Regions from separate parts of the Mus musculus genome. Here region 2 is linked to region 1. The links are chromatin contacts, called in public promoter capture Hi-C maps. All regions are on one chromosome and are shown on one strand. Each heading gives the region's core, a stretch centred on a gene start, on an enhancer-like site or on the middle of the called end of the contact. The rest is flanking DNA. Distances are from core to core; before and after follow the strand shown. Region 1 holds the start of Vhl (von Hippel-Lindau tumor suppressor). Region 2 holds the start of Pparg (peroxisome proliferator activated receptor gamma).

The links. Promoter capture Hi-C pulls out the DNA fragments that hold promoters and counts their contacts.
Region 2: a promoter capture Hi-C map of liver shows a contact between it and region 1, with 3 times the contacts expected there. The contact joins the promoter of Pparg here to the promoter of Vhl in region 1. A contact is called at or near these places in 1 of 39 promoter capture datasets (liver) and 1 of 115 datasets of contacts at active chromatin or transcription factors (pancreatic cancer cells).

The regions. Positions count from the first base shown.
Region 1 is chr6:113,621,384-113,626,028 of GRCm38.p6, forward strand. It overlaps Vhl (von Hippel-Lindau tumor suppressor), which reads left to right and starts at 2,611. Exons shown (of 3, transcript NM_009507.4): 1 at 2,611-2,995. The coding sequence starts at 2,758.
Region 2 is chr6:115,359,622-115,364,266 of GRCm38.p6, forward strand. Pparg (peroxisome proliferator activated receptor gamma) reads left to right here and starts at 2,728. Exons shown (of 8, transcript NM_001308354.1): 1 at 2,728-2,796.

The sequences.
Region 1 (4,645 bases), core at 1,361-3,860:
CAGAGACCAGAAGAGTGCCAGATCCCCTGGAGCTGAAGTTCCAGGCAGTTGTGAGTCACCTGGTGTTTTAGGAACCATCTCTTCTCTGATAGAGCAGTTTTAAGTAATGTTAACTGCTGAGCTCCCTCTAGTCCTTATTTTTATTCTTTAGGTTTTTTTAAATTTTACTTACTGTCTTTATGTATGTATGTGTATGTATGTACTATCAGGTATGTGTGTGCGCAAACTGCATGCCTGGTACCCACGAAAGTGTCCGATCCCCTGGGACTGGGGTCCCATATGGTTGTGAGCTGCCAATCAAACCAGAGTCGTCTGCAAGAGCAGCCAGTGCTCCTAACCAAGGAGCCAACTCTCCACCGTATTTTTATTTTTAAATCATGTATGTATGTTTGTTTGTGTATGGGGGCGGGGGGGGGCTTGCACATGTCTGTGGAGGTCAGAAGAGGGCATTGAACTCCCTAGACCTGGAGTGACAGGCAGTTGTGGGCCACCTGATGTGGATGCTGGGGACTGAACTCAGGTCCTCAGAGCAGCACACTCTTTAACTACTAAGCCATTTCTTTAGTCCATAAAACTGTATCTTCAACTGCTCCAAAAGCATGACATAAACTTCTACTGTTCAGGGTGATTTATTCGCCAGACTTGATAAAGGAGCCTAAATGGAATTCAGACACCCTGCTTGATTTTTTTCCTGGCTCATCTAGTCACCTTTCACATTCTTTGTTACAACCAAATAACACTGCTCCTCCGAGTTGTCCTGTGTCCTTCCACACTAGCCTTTCAGCATTCTGAAGGCAGAGACTGGTTCTATCACATGGCCCATTCAGTAGACATGTGCTAAACATAATATTAGACAAAATACTAAATTTGGTCTAGGCACAGAGGTAGGTGGCTCGCGTGTCATACATAAAGCTCTGGATTTCTCAACACTGAAAATAAAGAACCTACCTGAAAAATGGGGAACTAAAAATTCAAGAGAATTTAGAAGCCCTGGAGAGCTGACTCAGTGGTTAAGAGCACTGGTTGCTCTCACAGAGGACCTGGGTTCAATTCCCAGTTCCCACAACAGGCAGCTCACAGCGACTTCTGACTCCAGCTCCAGGAAATCCAATCCTCCCTGTGTTCATCAGCCCCTGGATGAGCTCACACATGCACACCCGTACATTTTTAATTTTTTGTTTATTTATTTACTTTGGTTTTTTGGGTTTTTGAGACAAGGTTTCTCTGTCTGTCCTGGAACTCACTTTGTAGACCAGGCTGGCCTCGAACTCAGAAATCCTCCTGCCTCTGCCTCCCAAGTGCTGGGATTAAAGGCGTGCGCCACCACTGCCCGGCCCGTACATTTAAAAAAAGCTCATCTGATGAAACTTCTGCCAGAAATGTCTATGGAAAAATGGCACTGAATGTTATCTGATAGTAGTTGTATGCTAATTCTTTGAACCAGTCATGGTAGCACATATCTAGAATGCCAGTACTTGGGAGGCAGACACAGGAGTGCCACTAATTTGAGGCCAGCCTGGGCTATATATATTCAGCTGCAAGGCAATGGGAACTATGCAATAAGTCTGCGTCTAAAAAGAAAAAGACAAAATATTTTAAAATTCTATTCACAAACATAAAAAAGTTTGAAAGGAAACAAAAACTGGTAATACTGTTTTCTGGGAATGCAGATGGAAAAGGAGGGAAAGTTTTACTTTTGTACTCTGGAAGACATTTTGAAATGTGTAGTTAAAAATAGAGACAGACTCAAACTCATCAATGAGAAAAACTTTAAATAATAGCATAGGTGGGCCCGGCAGCGGTGGTACTCAGCTTTTATATCAACACTTGGGAGGCAGAGGCAGGAGATTGGAGGTCAGACTGGTCTACAGAGTGAGTTCCAAGAGAGCTGGAGCTACCCAGAGAAACCCTGTCTTGAAAAACCAAAAAGCAAAGGCAGAAGGGGAAATATGGCAAGCCCGTGGAGATCTTAAGAGAAGAAATTAAATTTAAGTACACTCAAAAAAAAAAAAATATATATATATATATGAGGCTCATGCCTGTAATTCCAGCACTCTGGAGTCAGAGGCAGGAGATCACTCTTAAGTTTGAAGCTGGTTTGGTCTGTACACGGAATTCCAGACCAGCCAGGGGGAAACAATGCTACCCAAAAAAAAAAAAAAAAAAAAATCCAACTGCCCTTGGTCCCTGTTCTCTGGAGTCTGAGGCAGGGAGATCTTTGAGTTCAGGACAAGCCGGATATACATAATGAGTTCTAGGCCTACATAGTGAGACCCTACCTCAAAGCAAGTCTTTCTGGCATGGAGATAACGGCTTTAATCCCAGTACTCTGGAAGCAGAGGCAGGCAGATCTCCGAGAGTTCGAGGCCAGACTGATCTAGGGTGTGAGTTCCAGGACAGCCAGGATTACACGAAGAAACTCTATCTTGGGGGAAAAAAAAAAAAGAAGGAAAAAGAAAAGGAAAGGAAACAAACAGAAACCCAACTGTAGGAGGTGGAATTTATAACCCGGGGCTCCGCCGCGGCCCCGCCCCGCCGCCCCGCCGCCCCGCCCACTGCTGCGGCCCCGCCCACCGCCGCGGCCCCTGGCTCCGTGCCGCCCCGCCCCCCAGTTTGAGGGCTCCCGGCGGCCATTTCCGCCTTCAAGTTGCCCGGAGCGCGTCTGGGACCGGCAGACCTGTCCCGGAGCGCGTAGATCCGCACGCACGCACGCGCCGCCCACGTCCAGCTTGCGAATCCGAGGGACCCGTTCCAATAATGCCCCGGAAGGCAGCCAGTCCAGAGGAGGCGGCGGGGGAGCCCGGTCCTGAGGAGATGGAGGCTGGGCGGCCGCGGCCGGTGCTGCGCTCGGTGAACTCGCGCGAGCCCTCTCAGGTCATCTTCTGCAACCGCAGCCCGCGCGTCGTGCTGCCTTTGTGGCTCAACTTCGACGGCGAGCCTCAGCCCTACCCGATCTTACCACCGGGCACCGGCCGCCGCATCCACAGCTACCGAGGTACGAGCCGCGCGCTAGGCCGCTGCTGCTGTAACAGGCGGGGCGCTTTCTCTCCGACCCCGAGCATCTTGTCCCTACCCACTGCATCTACCCCGAGAAAATGCCCGGCCCCTACCAGTGATTTCGGATGCAGTGTTAACCCAGTTCCCGGTCAGGTTCGGCATGCGAACCTGCCTTGGTGATGACAACTTGGAGGGTTACAGACAAAAAAAATGTATGAACAGACAAGAACCAGCCTGTGTCATAATTGCTGCGCTAGGCACCGAGCTTAGAGGTTTGCGAAAGCATGGGCAGAGTGTGGGTGCGTCCAGGTGAAGAAAGAGCACGCAGCTTAGGAGAACCGGAGTAGGATAAGTCAGCTGAGGGAGTTAACAGTTGTAGTTGGGGGATCACCTTTACCGATTGGCGTCTTGGCCGAAAACAAGTGAGTATGGGATAACGGGTTGAACTCTCGATCTTTCTGCCTTCGCCACTGATTTCAGGTTTGTACCAAGCCTGACCACGTAAGCTTATTAACTGTGACAAGCATCAGTGGAAGTCAGTCAGTTCTATCAGTGTCATGACTGGATGGCTATGAAAAACAAGTGAAGCCGCTCTCAGGTGTACAATCCCCAGGACTCAGAAAACCGAGGCAAGATGACTGCACCAGGCTTTTTTGGTTTGCCGCCAAACAGTGAGAGAAAAAGTTCAAAAGTTGATTTTAGCCGTAGTGAATTGGGGCTGTTTGACATTGCCTTATTTATGTATTGAAAAAAAATGTACCCAGATCTGTGTGTGGTAGCCCAGGACTCAGGAGGCCAAGACAGAAGGATTTCACTGAGTGCAAGTCCAGCCTTGGCTAAGCCCCAAGATTGTGTCTGAAGCAACCAGCCAGACAGCTGAGTGATGTGGGAATTTTGTAGATCAGGCTGGCCTCTCACTGAAATCCAACTTCCTTCTGCCCCCTGAGTACTGGGATTAAAGCAAAGGCCTTTGTCACCAAGGCCGGTTTATACTGCTCTTTCAGGGTTAGCTTCTCAGTACCCAGGTCAGGCAGCTCACAAGTTTCCATTACTCCAGCTCCAGGGATCCGAGGTCCCTGCTCTTACTTGGGAAAAGAAACCCTAACCTTGGCAGTTTGAATAAGAGTGACTCCTATAGGCTAATATATCTGAATGCTTAGGGTGTAGTCCTAAGGATTAGTTTGAAAGTGGTGAAGGATGAGTAGGTGTGGCCTGGTTGGAGGAAGTGTGCCACTAGGGATGGGCTTTGAGGTTTCAGAAGCCTAAACCAAACTCACAATCTCACTGGCTACACCTTTGGATCTGGATGTAGAGAATCCTTAGTTACTTCTCCAGCCCCAAGTCTGCCTGGGTACCACCATGCTTCCCATCATGCTGATGATGGATGGATTAAAACCCCTGAAACGCTCAGTAAGCCTCAGTTAGATGCTTTCTTTTATTAGAGTTGCCATGGTTTTGGTGTCTCTCAGCAGCAGCAGCATTGACATAAGACAAACAAACCAACTGTGGCAGTCCTCTTGCCTCAGCCTCCTACAACAGACTTCCGTATTTTCATAACCATCCCGGGAAGATCTTGGTAGAACTTTTCTCCTGATGGTGGTACATTTAATGAACTCATGTGACCAGTCAGGTCACAAACTTGTAGTGA
Region 2 (4,645 bases), core at 1,478-3,977, 1.7 Mb after region 1:
CTTATTATTTGAGGACTTAAGAGTGGAAGGATGCTGGGCAGTGGTGGCACATGCCTTTAATCCCAGCCCTTGGGAGGCAGAGGCAGGAGGATTTCTGAGTTTGAGGCCAGCCTGGTCTACAAAGTGAGTTCCAGGACAGCCAGGGCTACACAGAGAAACTGTGTCTCAAAAAACCAAAACCAAAAAAAAAAAAAAAATGTGGAAGGACATGAATCTGTTGATTCAAGCTCTGAACTTTCTTTATAATGTCATACTCACAAATGTCTGGTGAGGATGGTTTGTACCAGAAGAATAAAGAATTCCCTACCTCCCAACAGATAAGGATGCTAAGAGTGGAGAAGCATCTTGAGCAAGAAGCATAATTATAAATTTCCAGAGGCCAGTGCCTCCTAAAGGAGAGCAAAACATAGAGCAAGGTCTTCATCATTACGATTGGAAAAGGATAAAAGAACGGCCTTTGGTGTCCTGGACACTGCAAGCTTTCTGAATGTGAATCTTTAGGACAGATCATGACTGTGAGAGCTGAAAGAGTGCAAGAAAAGGAACTGTCTATCATGTGGGCTTCAGGCTCCCGAGGCAAGAAGCTCCAATAGTCTAACTTAAAAACAAGAGATTCTCAGGCCCTCTCCACCCTATGTGTAAGGTCTCCTATGTAAGAAATGGTGCTAAAGAATTTTAAAAAGCCAGTGAACAAGGTTAACAAATAGTTTGAAGGCAGGAGAGATTGCTCAGCGGTTAGGAACACTTTGTGTTCTTCCAGAGGACCCTTGTTCGGTTCCCAGCACCAACCACCTGTAACTCCAGCTCCAGGGGAGCCCACACCTCTCCCTCCGTTCACGTGCATACACACACAATTGTTTTTTAAAAGGAAATTAAATGATTAGCACTAAAGTCTGTTGATTAAGGCATTCGCCTTCATAACATTCTGAGATTAAAAATAAAAATAAAACTGAGATTAAAAATAAAAAGAAAAAAAGAAAAAAGGGAGATCCTAAATTCACTTAATTCATATAAATATATATATGGGTGTGTATCTATTATATATCATATATCATATATATGATATATAAATATATGTTATGTATGATATATAAATATATATGGTATATATATAGAGAGAGAGATGAAAAGCACATCTAGGAAAAAAACAAACTTCTCCATGACAGACATGGACATGGACATCGGTCTGAGGGACACGGGACCTTCCTGGGTCGCCTCCCAGCGGCTGTGAGGAGCAAGGCGGCCAGGTAACCAGCGCACGGCGCCGGGCGCGGGAGGGCCACGCGGGCCTCGTGGGCGCCGGCCTCCGGGTGCGGGCGCGGGGCCTCCGGCCTCACCCTGGGCACCGCCCCCGGTCCGGCCGGGTGGCTCGGCTCGGCTCCTCCGGTCCGCGGCCGGCCAGGCGGGGCCCGTCGCACTCAGAGCGGCAGCCGCCTGGGGCGCTCGGGTCGGGTCGGCCTCACCGACGCACAGCACCCGCCAAGCCGCCGCCTCAGGTCAGAGTCGCCCCGGGCCACGCGGCCCGCCGGAGGGACGCGGAAGAAGAGACCTGGGGCGCTGCGCTGGGGTATTGGGTCGCGCGCAGCCTGAGGGGACCGAGTGTGACGACAAGGTGACCGGGCTGAGGGGACGGGCTGAGGAGAAGTCACACTCTGACAGGAGCCTGTGAGACCAACAGCCTGACGGGGTCTCGGTTGAGGGGACGCGGGCTGAGAAGTCACGTTCTGACAGGACTGTGTGACAGACAAGGTGAGGGGGGGTCTCGGCTTGTGGGGTCTGGATCTGACTGGCTAGGTGACTGGGTCTCCGCTGAGGGGACTCGGGATGAGAAGTCACATTCTGACAGGGCTGCGTAACTGACAGCCTAACCCTGTCTCGACTAGAGGGGATACGGGCTGGAAAGCCACACTCCGACAGGACGGAGAGTGACCAAGTGACAGAATCTTGACTCAAGGGACCCCGGCTGAGGAGAAGGCAAACTCTTGACAGGACCGAATGTGACAGACAAGGTGACAGAGTCTGGGTCTGAGGGGATCGCGCGGGCTGAGGAGAAGTCACACAAGAGAAGAGCGAGAGAGTGATAGCGGGGCGGGGTCGCGGACTCAGGGACAGAGTGAGGGGTCTCGGCTGAGGACCGGTCACCCTCCTGGAGAGCCGAGTGTGACTGACAGGGTGACTGTCCTCGTGAGGGGCACCGGCACGGTGCGGAGGGCCACAGTGCTTCCCTGAGAGGGTGCGCAGGCAGGCATGTGTGTGAGCGCGGAACAGGGTTGCCCCTGTTCCAGACCCTGACAGGAAAGCCAGGTCTCCAGAACTACCGCGTTGGGGACCGCATTGTGCGGATCCTGGTGACAGATTTAGAGAGGGGCTCGCCAGCAGCCACCGGTCGCCCTGAGGCTCTAGGGGTCGGAGGGTGGGGAGGAGGATGCGCCCGTGATCACGGAGGCGATTTGGCCCACGGCCCCCTGCCCGGGGCTCACCAGGTGTGAGGAAAGCGGGGTCACTGTCGCCAAGGCCCCGCCCCGCCAGTGCCCCTCTTCAATCTAAGCAGGGGGCGAGCACAGGGCCCGGCTCACGGGAGTAGGCAGCCCTCGTGCTGGGGGCGGAAGGTGGGTGTGTGGCTCCCGGTGCTTTATGGCTTGGGATTGGGGAGGAGCCTAAGGTGAGGAGGCAGAAACTGGGAGTAGCCTGGGCTGCTTTTATATAAGGGACGCGAGGAGGTCAAGAAGGGGCCTGGACCTCTGCTGGGGATCTGAAGGCTGCAGCGCTAAATTCTTCTTAACTCCCATTGAGTAGGTGAGTGGCCCCATCGTCATCACGTTTTTGTTGGTGTGTGTAGTGAAGTGGCCAAACTGCCCCCAAGTTCTTACACATCAGGATGGTCTGGCTGTGTTCTTGTACTGTTAAGAATCTGCTTTGCTTCTGATGCTAATAGGGGGGAGGTCGTGCCATTTATTTCAGAAGGGAAAAAAGAAAAGTTAAGTTTTCTGTGAGGAAGAGGCTAAAAGGTGTCCCTTTTTAGCAGGATGAAGGACAAAAATGTAAAATTAAATGATCATTTGAAAACAAAACCAGATGAACCAAGTTGTAGGATAGCTAACAGTTGGAAAGCCTCTTGATTTGGAGTTCATTATTGTAATGTCAACTCTTTATTATCATGCACGAAGCAAATTGTTAACTGGAGTTATTAAATGAATAACTTAGTCTTGGACTTGGGCAGGTCTTCCAAAGATATCAGGTGCTCTGTGGGAGTCTTCCTGTCGTCCATAGCTAAGTGATCAATTGCTGACTAAAAATGTAACTAACTCCAGGTGCTCTGTGATTTAAAACCTGGCTAGGGTAGGAACGGATATACGCTATGACTACTCAAAGAGATAGTTCTCTTGCAAGTTTGACAGAAGCACTCATAGATACTACGAGCATTTGGAGCAGCATTTCAGAAGATTGGGTTTCAACTTTAAAATAAGTTCTCTGTTGTCTTATCTTCAACCACATTTGCTCTAAAGTAAATGTCCGAAATATTAATTTTAATATATGAACATTTTAACTCAGTGTCATGCCTTAGTTGGAGTGAAACATATTATAAAGCCCTCGATTTTTATTTTACTGTGTGTTTTGTGTAAATTTGCTCACTCCAGTGCTACTTCATATTTAATTTGCTGAGAACTATATCTTCAGTGAGAAGATCTAAGGAGCAACTGGTGGTCACCTCACGCTTTTGCAGCTCACTAGAAGGGAAAAGATTGTTGACAGTTTTCTTTTTAAGGAAAAAAATCTTTTTCATATGTAAAAGTTTCAAACTCTTCAAACTGTTGAAGAACAATGGCGCCGGTGAAGTCTGAAGTTCTTGATGCCTCTAGGCCGAAGAGTTTTTTGATGCTGTTTCCTCGGTCTTTTATATTTCAAAGATTATAAGTTCTTCTAAACACATTAGAACTAAAAGACCTGGAAACATTATACACATCAATACTTAAGACTACTTTGATATTTTTTGTGATAACTATTTTTTAATAATTAAGTATATTTCCTTTAAAGGAGCTGGTTTTCCTAACATTCATGTCACTACATCTTTCAGAATCACTTTAACAGAAAAGGGCAAATTACACTTTAAAAAAAATCATATCTTTAGTTTCAAAATCCCTATGACATTTAAAATTCATATATGAAAAGCATGACTTTAAATTTTTGACGTAGAAATGGATTATGCAAGTGACTGATTTCAGTTAGTAAGTTTTACATATTTAAATAAATGATTTTTTTTACTTTTAAGTCTCTGAAAAGAATATTCCATCAGTCTTGTCAAGATCCTTCTGTGTGGGGAATATGTAAAGGCACTGTGAAAACATGTATAAGGATCAGCAATGTATTTAACTTACTTTTCAAATTATGAAGTGGTTGCTAATAGAAGGAAACTTACATAAAAATTTTGTTAAAATAATTTACCCAAAAGTCTGAATATTTTCACAGCTTTCACAGGGTCTGTAGGTGCCCGGTGCGTATGGCAAGACATGTTGGCCATTCTAATTTGTGTCTTTCTGCTAAATTTATTGTCATGTGGACTTGGAAATATTCTCTGTGTCATAAAGTGAGGCAAAAATACTGGAAGAATTTTTTTTTTTGCTTTCATAGGATTCCACTAAGTAAA